3 separate regions of the Zea mays genome follow, and regions 1 and 2 are each linked to region 3. Evidence: chromatin contacts called from public Hi-C data. All regions are on one chromosome and are shown on one strand. Each heading gives the region's core, a stretch centred on a gene start, on an enhancer-like site or on the middle of the called end of the contact. The rest is flanking DNA. Distances are from core to core; before and after follow the strand shown.

Region 1 (2,700 bases), core at 128-2,627, 320 kb before region 3:
GCGAAATCTCGTTCGGTCTGTTGCTGTGTCTGCACGGCCTGCGAAAGAGCAATGCGCATCACGACTAGAAAGAAGCATAGGTCGTGACTGTTCCTTACAATAATAATATTTATCAAAACAAAAATATTGGCTTAGATGGTGATTTCGTTTCACAGGTAACAGAAAGCACTCTACAAGTGTATGTACCCGTAGATTTCAGAACAGCACATAGCACGGGGGGTTTCAGACACTTGAGACCCGTGACCTAATAAAATGCCGATGCAGTTCAAACTTTCAAGGTTAGTAGTCTGGAATTCTGAATGGGAATGAGTACACGTAACGATTTCATCATCACATATTAAAACAACTGCAGACATAAAAAAGTATGTGGAGAACTGGAGCTCTTCACTCCAGCCCTGTCTGTCATGTAATAATACGATCAGAGTGGACCTTTTTGTTCATATAAACATGTTATTATGGTAGCAGACAGTCCACAGTCCCATCAAAATTCCAAATATGCTCTCGCACTCGGCCATATTACGGCCTACTTGCCTGAAAGAAAGGCTGAAACCACCAAACGTGGCAATGAAATTGAATCACTTGTTACCTTTATATCACACAGGATTAAAACAAGGCCTGGTATGCTGCCAACAAGATGAATAATACATGCCACTCTCACTCGCACAAATACCTTTTATATTTTTTTTAGAGAACAGAGTTTTCCCAACTCCATGCAGATCTGAATATTAGGGATTCTTTTAAGGCAAATCCTCTCCTCAGAGAGCCCTTCAATTGACTAGTAAAACACTTGAACATGTGGTAAATGCACAAGATCCTACGGTGGTTTCAAGTCTCGACAACCACCCACCCGCATTTCCAGTCACACCGGCACTAGACGAACATCCAATCAACAAACTAACAAACATTAACGAATTGGCAAGCGAGAAATGGAGGAGGGAGGGAAAGCCAGGTCAGGAGGGGGGGCTCACGAGAAAACACTCGAACTGGTCCTCGAGGTCCTCCAGCGCGGCGCGGATGGCGTGCAGGCTCCTGGCCTCCTCAGCCAGGGCCGCCAGGGCGACGACCTCGTCTCCGCCGCGCGCGCCGAGACCCAGACCCCCGCCCTTGACGTCCACGAGGCCGGGGGCGGAGGCCGAGGAGCGGCGGCGAACGGCGCGCAGGAAGTGGGCGCGGGAGAGGGCGTGGATCGCGTCGCTGACCTTGTCGTGGAGGTCCCAGATGGTCTCCAGCACGGCCTCCTCCTGCTCGGGCCCCATCGAGATCCCTAGGCCCGGAAGGTTCTAGAGCATTCGGACGTACTCGATTTCGAATCGAGAAGAGGAGAAGAGGCGGTGTTGGACTCCACTGGAGTGGTTTGGTGTGCCGAGTAGCAGCAACTGTCTTCCTCCTCTTCTTCTTATTTACCGTTTAATACGCCGATTATTACTGTTACCTCGGATTGAAAATGTCAGCGTTACTTTACTGAGCCCCACGAGTCCATGCTAGATACAGCTGGGCCATTTTATTTGGGAATCCGATTTATTTATTTGTTTGTTTATTAAACGATTAGTCCCTTATATTACGGACGTTAATGTAATGATCCAAATATTTATTCATAATTTATAAAAGCCCTAACGCCCCGTTTGGATCATTGGAATTAAATTCCATTCTAATAATAGTAATTTAGGCATATATCAATTAAGTTAATTCGGTTTTATGCAAAATATATTTGTATACTATTATTAGAAAGATGTCGGAGATATTTATGTGCTACATTTTTACTATAGAGGAGTGAGACGAAGAGTGTCATGTAAGTTATAGATTAGAAACCAATTCTACTAATGCATAAAATCATTTCTCACTCTCCACCCCATGAATTTGAGATAGTCTTATATCTGAACTTTGGAAAGTGGTGGAACGTCAAATTCCAAACTAAATAAGTTACTTTATTAAGTGAATTCCAATTCCTTTAAAATGAAGGGATCCAAACGCCCCGTAAAGGTAATTTAATTTAAAAATGAATAAAAATAGAGATTAATCTTAATCCAATTTAATTCTTAAATTTTATTGTGTAAAATTTATAGGCCACTGTAATCTTGTACTGACAATCACTGGACATGCAACAATCGATTGCGGATGTAAAATTCTTGCAGCTGGACAATGGAAATGTATTCTTTTTGCAGAATGGAATCAATCTAACATTTTAGAGACGACAACATTTTAGCCGTCGATAAATACCCCTAGCTTTGATCATATCCAAGATGACAATACAAATACAAATATGTAATCCGAGCACATGGTGACTAAGCAAAAACATATTGTACAAGCCCAGTGATCGAAGGGCATATAAAACTGAACCAAATAAGCCTCTCTCTTCCTGAACCGCATCATGGAGAATTACATCGTTTCAAGGATCACTTAAAAGATTCCAGTAGAGCAAGGAAACATCTTAATTTCAGGATGACCACAAAAAGGTGTCATTTAAACGTTTCATCAATCATCTATCTAAAATTCTTAATAGCAAGCCTGGTTACAGAAGTGTGCTTTCTTCAACGTCTCTTCCTTCTGCTTAACCTTCCCCTTGTGTTTGTCCTTCCTCATCTTCGGTTCCGACATGTCCTTGCCTGATGGTTTCGGTGGCGCCAGAAGATGCTTGACGTTCAGTATACCGTTCCTAAAGCGCCCTTCTGTGGCCCTAAGCACTCGGTCCTCTGGCCTTTT
Region 2 (2,700 bases), core at 132-2,631, 360 kb before region 3:
AAAAAATCGGTACCACGACGGAGATGGTCCAGGGAGGTAAATTGGTTTTTTTATGCCAGTTGCGCATGGAACCGCAAGGCCTCGTGCCTGACGAGCCCACCACCAATAGTTCAGCCCAATACTACCGATTTAGCCCAGCAAGATACACACATCCATTTCCCACCCTAGGCCCAACCGAGAGAAAGCCCCAAGAGAAGTCCCCAGGCCCAACAAAGAAAAAAACTGCGCTCTGTCCACACTGCCACTGCCAGTTTTTCTTTTTGTATTTTTTTTTGTACCTCTGTTCACGTGATCACGTCTTTCCTATCGTCTCGTCTCTGCATTTTCTGGGTCTACCGAATAAAAACAAAACAAATAAATGTTGTTTGGTCGGTTCGCTTTTGATTTGTAGCCGTAGCCATTTTTCATGCTTCCACCCCTACTAATCTACTATTTTTTCCTCCACTAAAGCCACACTTTGCATGTTGCGTTGCCTGCCTCCACATTTGACAGCAAAAGGTTAACGGGGAAGCTGCTCCACAACAAGCTTTGGCATTTTTACCTAACTAGTAGTGAAAGCTACTTCCCGCTTTCACAAAAGCCGGACACCATGTAGTTAAAAACATATATAGAGAGATGTGCATCGATCACACTGGAATCCATTATTTGTTTGAAAGCTTTTATAGTAGCATTTTATTAGGCTATCTCCATTATCTTACACAATCACATACCCATATATACTAGAGTGAATTCACTACCATGTTCTAACTTTAAAATTTTCACAGCATCAATTGTTTTTTTGGAAACGAGTAATAATGATAATATTTCAATTTATGCGTAGCAGTATAGCTAGATTCATCTGTGTCTCATCTTACAAGTCGAACCTTAAATTAAAACGCTGTGTTTATACTTTAAAATTTTCACAAAAGTAATCGATCTTTTTTTGGAAACGAGTCAGAACGATAATATGCTAATTTGTGTGTAACGGTATGGTTATATTCATGTGCGGGTCCCAACTTAGATGTCCGACCTTAAAATTAAAACATCGCGTTTACATCTTAAAAATTTTACGAAATTGATTATTTTTTAAATGATTAAGAATGATATTTTGCTAATTTGTGTAACAGATGAACCCACTTTTAAAAAGCATGACCTTAAAATTTAAGCTTTGCATTCATATCTTAAAATTTTCTCGAAATCAACCAATATTTATTGGAATGACTTAGTTTAACAATTGATTAAACTATATTGATTTTTTTGAAGATTTACACATATACCATAGTTTAAAAGTTATATCAATACCGACCCATAAAATCTATTACAGCCCAAACCATTAGGAGGCCTAGAAGTAATGAAAAAGAAAGATTGTCGATTAAAATATAAAGCAAAGACCATATAAATATAATATTAATTAAATCATAAAATCATTTCTAACATGTGATAGTATCTATGTGTAACTACTGGTGTCAAATGGCCACAACTTTTCCAAAAGGTCATAAGGATACACTAGCTAGTCTAGATTTTAGAAACGTGCACACATCCGTCGGAGGAGAAAAATCCAGTCGCGGCATTCATTGCTAACCTGTTCCTCCCGTGTCATTTTTCTGAGGGAGTCAAAGAGAAACGACGGCGTGGCGTGGCGTGGCGCGAGGTCGGAGATCCAGCGGTGAAGTCGCACTAAAGTAAAAGGCTTGGTCAAAGGCGAGGCGGCAGTTCTCGCCGGAGCTCGGAGCTATCGTGTACGGCAGCACGAGCACTCAGCTTCAGGTCACCTCATTCATTCTTGCTCACCTCGCTGGTGACTTCTTCTTCCCTGCCGTGTTCGTGCTCGTCCCCCCCTGCAAGTGATGCCCGGTACCGCAATGGAGGCACCAAAGCGTAGCTGCTCCCCGTCGGGGCCTCGTGGGTGCGCGACGCCCACCTTCCTCTTCTCCATCGTCCTGCTGCTGGCACTGGCAGTCGCTGCTTCGGTGACGGACACCATCCTCCCGGGCGCGGGCATCTCCGGGAACCAGACGCTGGTGTCCAAGAACGGCGACTTCGAGCTGGGCTTCTTCTTGCCGGGCGCCGGCATCCACCGCTTCCTCGGCGTCCGCTTCAAGAAGATGCCGGGCACCAGCCCCACGTTCTGGGTCGGGGACAGGGTGGTCATCTCCGACATCTCAGCCGCGGCGCTGGAGGTCTTCGGCGGCAGTCTGTGCATCACGGAGGCCGGGTCTACCCTCTGGTGCTCGTCCGTCGCGGGAGCCGGGCCGGGGCCCCCGCCGCCGTCCGCCGCCGCAGCCGCGGTGCTCCTCGGCAACGGCAACCTGGTGGTGAGGGACCAGGCCGACGACGCATCGTCGCGGGTGCTGTGGCAGAGCTTCGACTACCCCGGCGACTCGCTGCTCCCCGGCGCCCGGCTGGGGCTCGCCGCGGGAACGGGGGCCAACGTCTCGCTGACGTACAGGGACTTCTCGCACAACGGCAGCCTCAGCGTGGACCCGAGCAGGAGGAACGGCTTCGTGCTCAGCACCGACGGGCATCCCAGCAGCCTGGGGACCTTCCCGGACTGGATGGTGACGTCACAGGACAACGGCACCTCGCTGGTGCTGAACCCTCCTCCGGACAGCTCTAACCTGACCGAGTTCTTGCAGTTCAGCCTGGGGCAAGTGAGCCTGATGCGGTGGTCTGCAGCGGCGAACACGAACAGCAGTGGCTGGGTGGCTCGCTGGACCTTCC
Region 3 (2,700 bases), core at 52-2,551:
CTAATAGCTTGCGGTGTGAGGCCAACATGCCCCATGACAGCGATTCCAGCCTCCACAATAGCCTTGGCTGCAGTGATCCTCGATGGGGCACCCCCTTCCAGCTTGATCGCATCCATTCCACCTTCCTTGAGGACCCTCACGGCTGAATCAACAGCCTAAAAGAGCATGGAAAAACAATACCAGTATCCATCATGCATGTGCATCAGTGCAAATGAACATGCTGACCTTATGTTTCCTTTTTACAATTTCGTCTAGTACTTTTGCAGCATTATTATTTGGTTAAAAGGCCCTGTTGCTGAACATCTAAATATTGAACCAAAAAATAATCGAATGGAGAGAGAGAGAGGGAGGGAGAGAGAGAGAGAGGGAGAGAGAGAGAGAGAGAGAGGGAGAGAGGGAGGGAGAGAGGGAGAGAGAGAGAGAGAGAGAGAGGGAGGGAGGGAGGGAGGGAGAGAGAGAGAGAGAGAGAGAGAGAGGGAGGGAGGGAGGGAGGGAGAGAGAGAGAGAGAGAGAGAGAGAGAGAGAGAGAGAGAGAGAGAGAGAGAGCTGCAGTTAGTGAATTATACTGTAAAACCAGATGTTTCCTATCCAAATTTAACAGGCATCACATTTCTGCAGTGACAAAAATGGAGATCACCTTCGACAGTGAGACGAACGCGATAGCCAAGGCCCATGTGCTGGCTGCATTGTGATCTGTGGCACCACCCGTACCATTCTATTCTACTTCTATCCCTATCACATCGGAATATCTTGTCCAGGACGGAGGGGAGAGGCGGAGGAGTACCTGGGCGGCGGAGGACTCGTAGCAGCCGAATGGGAGATCCCCGACGAGGAGCGGGCGCGGCGCGCCCCGGGCCACGGCGCGGCAGTGCTCGAGCATGATGTCGAGCGTGATGGGGAGCGTGGTGTCGTGGCCGTGGACGACCATGGCGGCGGAGTCCCCGACGAGGCAGACGTCGATGCCGGCGGAGTCGACGTGGACCGCCGAGGGGTAGTCGTAGGCGGTGACGACGGTGATGGGCTCCCCGCGGCGGTGCTTCCCACGGAGTGTGGTCACCGTCACGCGCCGCGCCGCCGAGGACTCCTGCGGGCGTGGGCCCCCGTAGACGGTGGACTCCGGCACGTTGCTCAGCCGCCGCCGCCGCGCCACCTGCCGCGCGAGGAGAAGGGGTAGGGACCGCCGCATCGTGTCTCTCGTCGCGCGTACGGGCGGAGGGACCGAGGCACAGAGGGTTGGTGTGGGATGGGGAGCGACGGGGACGGGCGAGTGTTTGGAATTGGAGTAGAATACGGGCGGGGCGGCGGGCGGGCCTTTGAACTTGGGCCTAAACTTCACGTCGTCCAAGTAGTCAAAATTTGGAAAGATGGGGGAGTAATCAAATTGCGTGTGCCCACTGCCGAGGGCCCAGGCCGCTCGTCGTCGTCGTCGACCTCCTCCACTTGGGCTGCATGAATTGACGTCACAGTTCCATGGTCGGCAAACGAAAGCTGCCTGAGGGAGAGTGTTCAATCAAAAGTGACCCACCTGTAAACCATAGGGGTTAAAAAAAAGAAAGAAAAGTAGGGAGAGGCCTTGACGACGCTGACAGTGAGAGACTACAATGAATGGTATTGATAAAGAATAGTGTAGATGTGGAGTAGATCTGCATCGCGGCGCAGGAACGACCGAACGAGTGGCTCCCGTGCATCCTGCTCCCAGCCAAACGCCCAAACCCATCCGTCTTCGGGACTAGGGTCCCGGCATCCATCAGTGCAAGGGCAAGGCAGTTGGCCGCCGCGCCCCCGCCCCGCGGGTCTCCCCTCCTGCTCCGGTCCAGGGCGCCCCGGCCCCCCCTCGTCCGAATCCCGTCGGTGGTGAGCCGCCGCCGGGTGTGGCCCGCGAGCTGCGACGCGCCGACGATGCTGCCAAACGGAGAAGCTCCCTCCGGATCCATGCCGCCGGTGCCTGCCGCCGACGCGAACACCTCTAATTCAGGTACGTGTTGCTGGCGGGGGGCTCATGCGGTTACCACTTACCAATCCATATCCACAGCGTGTTGCCATGTTGTGCTCGACCCCCAACTCGGCACCGGAGCTGCGCTTGTGGACGATAGCAGACGGAGATCTGTTTTCTTTATCAACTAATACATGGGCAATTACTTGGGCACTGCTGTTTTTAGGTTTTTAGGCTTCTACCTAAGCACCTTATGCTTGTTGACATCATCTTGGAACCTTCCTATGCAGATGACACTAGATTTGATGCGTCACAGTATGCCTTTTTTGGCAACAATGTGCTGGAGGAGATTGAACTAGGCGGATTCGAAGATGATAACAGCAGTAATGCTGCTTTCGCTGGACTCGATGATTTAGAGCGCCCACTTTCTTCTCAGGGGATTGCACTAGAGGTAGGACTATGCTGGACAAGAGAAATTCAATGCCAGTTGTTAATACAGATTTTTTTGTTCCATGCTGGAGCTGGACAAGTACTGTATTGAGTATAGCTGTTAGCCTGTTCGATCTTTGTACAGCCATGGCAAATGGATAATTTCTGATAGCACCGTGAAGATACTGTTTAGTGAAGTGTGTGTGTGCGCGTTGGGGGGGGGGGGATTTTCTCAGAAGATTGCAGATACATTACACTTGTATGACGTGATTTTTTCGTTCTTTTGTTGCGCTGCTAAGTTTGATAGTTCAGAACAGGATTCTTGTAAGTTTAGTTTT

The links. Hi-C and Micro-C count contacts between places; a contact is called where the count stands out from the background.
Region 1: a Hi-C map of leaf shows a contact between it and region 3, with 7 times the contacts expected there. The contact joins the promoter of LOC100276107 here to the promoter of LOC100283732 in region 3. A contact is called at or near these places in 4 of 25 Hi-C or Micro-C datasets (ear, leaf, root tip and 1 more).
Region 2: a contact with region 3 is called in a Hi-C map of leaf, with 2.7 times the contacts expected there. The contact joins the promoter of LOC103634994 here to the promoter of LOC100283732 in region 3. A contact is called at or near these places in 9 of 25 Hi-C or Micro-C datasets (bundle sheath, ear, endosperm and 3 more).

What each region holds. Positions count from the first base shown.
Region 1 is chr8:27,618,859-27,621,558 of Zm-B73-REFERENCE-NAM-5.0, forward strand. LOC100276107 (Plastid division protein PDV1) reads right to left here and starts at 1,378. Exons shown (of 2, transcript NM_001149979.2): 1 at 969-1,378; 2 at 1-38. The coding sequence starts at 1,256. It overlaps LOC109941573 (a long non-coding RNA gene), which reads right to left. Exons shown (of 3, transcript XR_002264238.3): 3 at 2,205-2,700.
Region 2 is chr8:27,572,581-27,575,280 of Zm-B73-REFERENCE-NAM-5.0, forward strand. LOC103634994 (G-type lectin S-receptor-like serine/threonine-protein kinase At2g19130) reads left to right here and starts at 1,382. Exons shown (of 1, transcript XM_008657567.4): 1 at 1,382-2,700. The coding sequence starts at 1,827.
Region 3 is chr8:27,936,072-27,938,771 of Zm-B73-REFERENCE-NAM-5.0, forward strand. LOC100283732 (3-methyl-2-oxobutanoate hydroxymethyltransferase) reads right to left here and starts at 1,302. Exons shown (of 5, transcript NM_001156631.2): 1 at 785-1,302; 2 at 1-155. The coding sequence starts at 1,186. It overlaps LOC100383823 (Topoisomerase II-associated protein PAT1), which reads left to right and starts at 1,648. Exons shown (of 5, transcript NM_001362155.1): 1 at 1,648-1,975; 2 at 2,224-2,384. The coding sequence starts at 1,900.